2 separate regions of the Ovis aries genome follow, and region 1 is linked to region 2. A link is a contact called in public Hi-C data. All regions are on one chromosome and are shown on one strand. Each heading gives the region's core, a stretch centred on a gene start, on an enhancer-like site or on the middle of the called end of the contact. The rest is flanking DNA. Distances are from core to core; before and after follow the strand shown. Region 1 overlaps FXYD2 (FXYD domain containing ion transport regulator 2). Region 2 overlaps DSCAML1 (DS cell adhesion molecule like 1).

Region 1 (3,809 bases), core at 876-3,375, 370 kb after region 2:
CCTGGGAAACCAGGGCACCGGGTAGACCCGGAGGCCTCTTCCGGCAAAGGACGCCCAGCCCTTTGTTCAGTCGCTCCTTCGTGTTCGACTCTTTGCGACACCATAGACTGCAGCTTGCCAGGCTTCCCTATCCTTCACCATCTCCCAGAGTTCGCTCAAACTCACGACCGTCAAGTCGGTGATGCCATCCAGCCACCTCATCCTCTGTCTCCGTCTTCTCTCAGCCCTTAGACTGAGTTGAAAACGCCGTTTGAATAGGATTCGGGGTAAGACACATCCTCCCTCTGGTGGTGACAAACGGAATTGCATCCCCTCAGACTAAGGCTGTTTTTGTCTCTCTTGCGTGATTGAAAGTAATTCATTCAATCACGTCCCAGTCTTGGTGTTCATTCGTGACTTAATCTGTGTATGAATTGTGGAAAATCCCAAAGTGAAGTGAAAGTTCAGTAGCTCCCAGTCCTTGTGACGTTCATGGAGAGGGAGGGGGAGAGTGTTCATGAGGACATTGAAGGTTACCTGGATCCGTGGCTTTCAGCAGTGGCTGCTCTCCTGGGAGCTGGTTAAGTAACAGCTGGCATGGGCCCACCCCAAGGTTAATATTTGACAGTTCTGGAGGGGACACTGAGTAGTTTGCACAGCACCCCAGGTGCTCCAGGGTGACAGCCTGGGATCCAGGGAAGCCTCACGGTTCACGGGGATGGAGGGCTTACAGCGGGGGTTAGAGGCTGAAGTGACTCACCCAGGACCAGCCCCCTCCAAGGCAGCTGGGTTGGCAGGCTTGGGGCCTGTGTACAGAACCTTCTAGAAACACGACTCCTCTCCACAGCTCTTCTCCTCAGGTGAGCCTCAGGCCTGGAATACCCTTCTTCCTGTTTGCCTTGCTGCTACATCCAAGAAATTTCAGGAGCGCCCCCTCCCTGAAATCCCCCATGGCTGGACCTGCCCCATCCTGTTCATTTCTCCCACTGTTGTGGACAGCTCCAGTGTCTTGGAAGTCCTGAATTCTATTTAGGGGGTTGGCCTGTCAGGTTTTATTTGTCATCCGTGAGCTCACATTCAGAGGAGGATGTCACGAAGACCTTGGCCCTGAGTTGCAAGAGCCAAGTTTTCCAGTCTGTGTCTCACTGGAGTGTCTCCTCCCAACCCACGGGGTCAATGAGAAGGACTCTGAAATGGACCCAGAGACCTGGGTTGTTGCTCTGTCTCTGATACCGGCTGGCTGTGTCACCTGGACAAGTCGCTGCCTTTCTCAGGACCTCAGTTTCTCTTTCTGAAAATTAAGGATTGTCTATTTTGCTCCCTACAGGCCTTTGGTGGCCAAGCCTTCTGTGACTCTGTGAGGGCTGGTGGTCCTGGGGACAGTGGATTAAGACAAAGAACTCAATTCTCAAGCCGAGTGTGGCCTACACTGCCTCCAGTGCCCTGCATGTTCATTTCAAACTCTGCTGACTTGCTGTTGTCTTGGTTTCCTGGTCCAATCTCCCCCGCTTCCCTTGGACGCTCAAAAGCTCAGATGAGGAAATGGACACTGGGTGGTGCCATGATCCCACTGTCCCATCCAGCCTCAGAGCCGCCTCTCTCCTCTCACCAAGGGAAGGGAGGGAAAGGGGAGACAGGCTCCTTCCAGAGGGCAGAAAGTGCACTGTGCTGTCTGGGGGCTGCAGGCATCAGTAATTCAGGGGCTGGTGGAAGGGCTAGCCTGACACCATCTCGGGTTGAGGTAGGGTGGAGGCCTACCAGCATGGATGGGGGCTAGGGAAAAGGTTACAGAGGCCCCACCCTCACTGTCCACTCTCTGGCCTCTGGCCCTGAAATTAACCAAGCCAGCACTGAAAGAGGTGGATAAGATTAGGTCAAACTTGAGGCCCCCTGGCCCCAAGAGTGGAAAGGGCATGGCTGGAGCTTGGCACCACAGTTGGGGGTGAGGGATGGGGAGAGAGCATGTGCCGAGGACGCCCCTGCCCAAGATCCCTAGACCCACCCATCCTGGCACGCCGGTGCACTTGGGGAAATGTGGGCAGAGCACCTAACAACTAAAACACGGGCAGCCCAGGGCAGGGCCGCCTTGACTCCCACTGGAGAGATCCTACAGCCACACCCAGGGCCCTGGGCGACCCAAGGGCTTTGAGCCTGTGACCTTCGGCCAGCTTTCTCTTTGCCTGGCATTTGGAAAGCAGGCTGAGTCCTCTGTCCCAGAGGCTCTCAGCAATTTGGGGGGTGAGGAGAGGCCTGGAGATGATGGCATTGAACTTCTTACTTTCACAGGCACGTGAGCGAATAAGCAAAAAGGCACAGACCAGGCTGTATTAACTCCAGCTTGGAGGAGCGGATGGTGGCAGTTACAGGAGAGAAGGAGCGAGGGAGGAGGCCAGGGAAGGAGCCGTCTCCGAGGCCGGCTTTATTATTAACATGGGGCGGAAGGAGGTGAAGCCCACCCGGGGGGGTCACGTGGAGCCCGAAGCTTCCTTCAGCCCGAGGGCCTGACAGTGCTGGGACAGAAGTCTGCAGCTCAGGGAAGACTTCCAAGCAGCCCCGGTGCAAGGGTGGGCACGGCTGGCTCTGCAAAGAGAAAGGCAGGATGGGGGCTGTGAGCAGGGCTGCAGAGGCTGGGGCTTCCATTTCATCCCTTACCTTCCTCTGGCGCATCTCTGCAGCCTCCCTTGGTCACACATACTACACACATTTTTTTTTTTCTGTTTGTGTGTGTGTGTGTGTGTGTGTGTGTGTGTGTGTGTTTTGCCATTATTTTTAAAAGGTGGGAACAGAGAACAGATACGGGGACGCAAGTTGGATGGAGCAGGTGGGACGGGCTGAGAGAGTAGGGTTGACATTTACACAGGACCATGTGCAAAGCAGATAGACAGCAGGAAGCTGCTGCGGAGCACCGGGAGCTCAGCACGGTGCTCCGAGATGAACTGGAGGGGTGGGATGGGGGTGGGCGTGGGGGGGAGTCTCAAGAGGTCGGGGGATATATGTATACTCACGGCTGTACAGAAACTAACATATTGTAGAGCAATTATACTCTAATAAAAATTTTTAAAAACCAACAAGGAAAAGAACCACACGAGGGTGACAGAGACCTGCCTGATGGATGAAAGACCCTGAAACTTTCCCGGCCGAGTCCTTAGCTTCTCCTTATTATCTAGAGCCATTGCCCGCTCCTCGCAAACCTACCTCTCCTCAGAGCCCATCTTCAGGAATTTGCCTGGGATGGAGGAAAGCAGACAGGTAAGAAACGGTAGTGGGGTGGAGGGGGCCGGGATTCAGGGCGCCCTGAGGCTGGGGACCCTCCTCACCAGCCTGAGAGACCAAACCCTCCACCGGCCCCTCCCACCTCCATCAGTCACCCCGGCCGGCACTCACCGGTGCTTCTTCTTGGCCCCGCAGCGGAATCTTTTGCCTTAAAGAGAGAAACGAGGTTAGTTTGACAAGGAGACCCTCTCTACCCTGGAGGCCTCAGCTCCGTAGCCCCTCCTTCCCTCTCTCCTGCCAGCGCTGCTCCGTGTCCGCCTCAGAGACCACAGCTGACTGTCTCTCTTTATATATGGCTGGACCATAAGCGTTCAGAAGTCCAAGTCAGCCAGCTGGGCAGTCAACAAAGATTATTGTGGCGGCGGCTCCACGGTGGACTGTGTGTGTGTCTGTGTTGGTCACTCAGGCGTGTCCAACTCTTTGCGACCCCTCAGACTGTAGCCCGCCTTCTCTGTCCGTGGAATTCTCCAGGCAAGAGTACTGGAGTGGGTTGCCATTTCCTTCTCTAGAGGATCTTCCCGACCCGGGTATTGAACCCTAGTCTCCTGCATTGCAGG
Region 2 (4,259 bases), core at 412-2,911:
TGGGGGGAAGGGATAGTCAGGGGATTTGGGATCAACATGTACACACCGCTGTATTTAAAATGGATAACCAACAAGGACCTACTGTATAGCACAGGGAACTCTGGTCAGTGTTATGTGGCAGCCTGGATGGGAAGGGAGTGGAGAATGGATACATGTATATATTTGGCTGGGTCACCTTGCTGTCCACCTGAAACTATCACAACATTGTTAATGGACGGTAAGCAGAAAAGGAAGGTGTGTCGGAAGGGGGAACAGAACTGAGAGAGGCATGGGGGCCTGAAACCCATGGTGAGTGGGAGGGGCTCCAGCCTCCGGGGTGATCCAAGCCCAGGGTGAGTGAAGAGAGGGCAGCAGAGTAGGGGTCGGAGCAGTGAGCGGGAGGAGAAGCTTCTGGGGCTCTGTTGGCACCTCGAGGAGGCTGGGCTTCCTCCTAAGGTCACGAGGAGGCTCACAAGGAAGTAGTGACAGGTTCAAAGTGGAGTTTTAGAGGAACCCCAGCTGCCTGCCAAGGATGTTTGATGATGCTCTAGAGACACTGTTCTAGAGCCAGTTCTGCCCTGTGGCTGGGGTTGGTCCTGGGACCTCTCAGTGGGGTGTGTGTGTGTCTTGTGTCTGTGTCTGTGTGTGTGTCTGTGGCGGGGGTGGGGTGGGGGTCCCAGGTCCTTTCCCTCCTGGAAGGAGATAAGTTCAGGAGAAGGGATTGGCTGCACCGCTGGGAGGAGGGATCAGGGGAGGGAGGAAACTTGAGACTTTGTAGAAAGAGCCCCCAGATTGGAGCCAGAAGGGCTGGCCCACCACTCTGCTGTGTTCGAGGGCTGTGCCACTCCGCCTCAGAGTGTCTCCTGGAAAATGGGATGACAACCCTCATGTCAGGGCAGCTGCAGGCCCTCTGTTCAGTGCCCGCTGACTCTGAGTTTGAGGCGGGGAGGGCTGACGCCTCTTGTTATCTCATCCAGAGGAAGCCGGTTACCCCAGGAGTTGGGCTGGGCTGAGGCAGGCACCAGCCGTCTGAGTCCTAGGCTTGGGGCCTCAGGGTTATAGACACAGGTGGCTGTGGGAGGAGGCAGGGCCAGGAGGGAGGGCCCAGGGAGGCCCAGAGTCAAGGTAGAAGCTGGAAGTCTTAGGCTTGTGTGGCTAAATCCAGTGCCCCAGGGTTGGCATGGGGGAGCCTGGCAGCTCTGTGAGGTGGCCTCTGTCTTGGTCTTGGGTTAAGGCCTCAGAACTATCATTGCCTGTAGAGTAGGGGTACACATGCCCCCATGCCACACTTATGCCCAGGTCAGGGGTTCAGTGGGGCACGCTTGAGAGCAATCATGTTCTTATTCACCCCATGCACCCCAACCAGCCCACAGCCTCCTTCGAGGCATGCCCTCTGTAACATCTGTGATCAGTGGGCTCATGTCAGCCTGAGATGACCAGGGTTTGGAACAAGGGAGCTGTCTTTGCAGCCCTCTGCTCCATGGAAGCAGCATACCCCACCTCCGTCCCCTCTGGAGGAGCTGAGCTGGGGGTAGGGCTAACACCCCTTTCTTTCACCCCCAGAGAAGAGTCTGGAGTGGGGGACCAGGGTACATTCTGCTGGGCGCCCTGACTAGTGGCGTGGCCTCGAGGCTGTTGTGAGCCTTTCTGGGAGTCAGGGGGCAGCAGAGGCCCAGTCTTGATGGGTGCAGGAGGGAGGCAAGCGGCCAGCCAGCTCCTTACAGCCAGGCCACAGACAGGGTGGAGGGAGACTACTCGTGTTGGGGAGAACCATCATTCTAGAAGGGGCCTTCTGGCTGTTTCTGCCCTCAACCCCCGCCCCAGGCTGCTCACCCTTGCCAGCAGGCTCGATGGTCACCTTCTCGCTGCTGTTGCCCCGGCCGGCGGAGGTGACGGCGGCCACCCACAGCAGGTACTGCTGCCCGCGGTTTAGGTGGGCAATCCGGTAGAAGAGCTGCTCCGGACTCGTCTCATACTCGCTGGGCGCCTGCAGGGCAGAGGCGAACACATACTAAGAGCCAAGGCCCCTGGGTCTCCACCTCCACCCTTCCTGGGGGCCCTGGGCTCAGTGGGGGCGATGGCCAGGGAGATGGGCGGTGGAAACAGGATCCTGCCTAGTTGGCCCTTTCTAATTTTGGAGCAACACTGAACAGCTTGCCCTAGACTTGACCCTGGGCTCGGCCCTGGGCACTGATGGGCCGGCTCTGGCAGTTTGCTGGGTCAGTTTCAGTTCGCCTCTTGGACTGATCCAGTCGCTGGCTGCGATGGCTTCAGGCCAGGAAATGTGAGTGTTTCCGGTGGGTGAGAGATGGCGGGAGACAGGAGAAGGGAGAATGGAGGGTGGGCGTGCAGTCCCAGGAAAACCCTGAGGAAAGGGAGTCTCTGAGAAGAAGCTAAATGACTGCGTTTGCCTTATTAGGGTTGTAGACAGGCTCCCCCAGCCTGTCCCCACTCAGAGTCACCTCTCGGCCCTACTGCCTAATGTCTCCTTCATTCCTACCACCTGTTATCGCCACCCCCCCTCCATTCTGGGGGAGGAAGGGGAGGGAGAGAGAACTATGAGAGCTTCATGGGGCAGCACTTTATTAATGATTATTAGTGGTATAGATCACTGTATATATTTGTAGGTTATATAAATCTATAAAAATTTTTTTAACCAAATGACAGTTTTGACAAGTTGCCAACAAAACAATATCGGATCCCAGTGGTTTTACCAGTTGCTTTGATGAAAAGATTATGTTGCCTTGGAAACCAGAGGCTCAGATATTGAAATGAATTTGAGAAGGAGCTTTTGATAAGCGCTAGTTTGCAGACCTCCTGTCAGCCCCTTCCCTGGTGCAGGCGGGATGGGGCTGACTTTCATTTCATTTTATTTTTTGGTCAGCCGCGGGGAAGGGAAAGCAGGACAGCACCAGGGCCTCTTTGAAATCAGGGCGGAAGTCTAGGGAGGGGGAGCAGCCCCTGGAACAGATGGGGGGCCCCGAGGCCAGAGGGAGCTAATAATTAGTTATTTTTGCAGTCAGGGGATGTTGCACACGCATGCCCCCATGCACACACTCTCATGCACACGGACGTGTAGACACATTCAAGCACATGTTGAGGGACAGATCTCCAGACAGACATGGGGTCACAGAGGGACATTCTTTGCCACCCATGGGAGGGCTGAGGGGCCCAATGACTTGTAACAGGAGAAAACATCCTTTCTGGTCCCAGACCATCTGTAAGAAGATGCTCAGGAGAGGGCACAGGCATCCCCGCCATACACACAGAGCTCACTGGCAGACCCCTCCTGCTGTCTCTCTTGTGGGGAGCTGGCCTTGGGCTCAGGAGCTCCCTGAAAGCCACCTTGAGCCCTGGTAGCTGGGAAGTCCTTTCGGGGTGCAGCGCTCGGGGACCGTGTGGGTATCTGCAGGTCATATCTGAGCACGAGGCAGGGCAATAAGGTGGCTTTGACGCCTGCCTGCCTTTCTTACCATATGGACCCCAGTGTCTCTCACGGTTCCTGGGGCCTCAGTTTTCTCTCCTGCAAACTAAGGAAGCAATCCAGCTCTGCCTGCCCTGACTGGTCGCAGTGAGGGCACCTGAGGCAAGGGGTGCACAAGTCCTTTGTAAGTGGGGACATGGTCTTCTCCTCTGTAAATGGGGGCATGTGTTTCTGTGAGGGTGGAAGGGTGTGTGCACGTGTAGAGAAAAGTTAAGTATACTTGCTTGTGTCTGTCAGTGTGTACCTGACTGTACATTTGTGTCTACACAGGGCAGGAAAGCTTTGGCTTCCCCTTGAAGGTATTAGCATCTTACCCAGGTCCTGGGTGCCTTCCTTTTCACCCCCCTAATCTCCTGAAATCACTTTCAAAAACATACAACTACACTCCAAAATAAAATCACAGTAATCAAAGGTAAAAGGTTAAAAAAAAAAAAGGTAAACCTATGCAAGGAGAAACGATAGATTAATTATTTACCCATCTTTCTAATCAAAAAATAAAAAAATAGAAAATCACAAATAGAAAAGTCATAACTAAAGTGATTTATAAATTTGAGTTATATGAAAAGAAAACCTATGGTATAATAAAAACTAGAATAAAAAGGCAAGCAATGAGCTGGCAAACACCTGCAACCTATATGAGCAAAAATGGTTATTATCTTTAATATGGAAAGAGCACTTACAAATCAATAAGAAGAAAACCATGGTCTACCCAAATAAAAAATGTAGAAAGGACATGAATTGACAATGATCCAAAGATGCAAAAAGCCAAAAATCACATAACACACAACAATAATCA

Evidence for each region. Hi-C and Micro-C count contacts between places; a contact is called where the count stands out from the background.
Region 1: a Hi-C map of liver shows a contact between it and region 2, with 3 times the contacts expected there. The contact joins two enhancer-like sites. A contact is called at or near these places in 4 of 16 Hi-C or Micro-C datasets (hypothalamus, liver, muscle and 1 more).

What each region holds. Positions count from the first base shown.
Region 1 is chr15:28,205,251-28,209,059 of ARS-UI_Ramb_v3.0, forward strand. FXYD2 (FXYD domain containing ion transport regulator 2) reads right to left here. Exons shown (of 6, transcript XM_027979246.2): 4 at 3,364-3,400; 5 at 3,175-3,205; 6 at 2,279-2,559. The coding sequence ends at 3,181. It overlaps LOC114118393 (a long non-coding RNA gene), which reads left to right. Exons shown (of 4, transcript XR_003591759.3): 3 at 1-266; 4 at 827-3,050. Among named protein-coding and RNA genes, the nearest start is that of FXYD2, 8.0 kb to the right of the region's middle. Within about 2 kb of position 2,126, at least 1 of the 54 cell types and tissues checked has an H3K27ac peak or open chromatin away from gene starts, as enhancers often do. A contact at or near this core is called in liver, where this site is marked.
Region 2 is chr15:27,838,545-27,842,803 of ARS-UI_Ramb_v3.0, forward strand. DSCAML1 (DS cell adhesion molecule like 1) reads right to left here. Exons shown (of 33, transcript XM_027979838.2): 21 at 1,813-1,966. Among named protein-coding and RNA genes, the nearest start is that of CEP164, 110 kb to the left of the region's middle. Within about 2 kb of position 1,662, at least 11 of the 54 cell types and tissues checked have an H3K27ac peak or open chromatin away from gene starts, as enhancers often do. A contact at or near this core is called in liver, where this site is marked.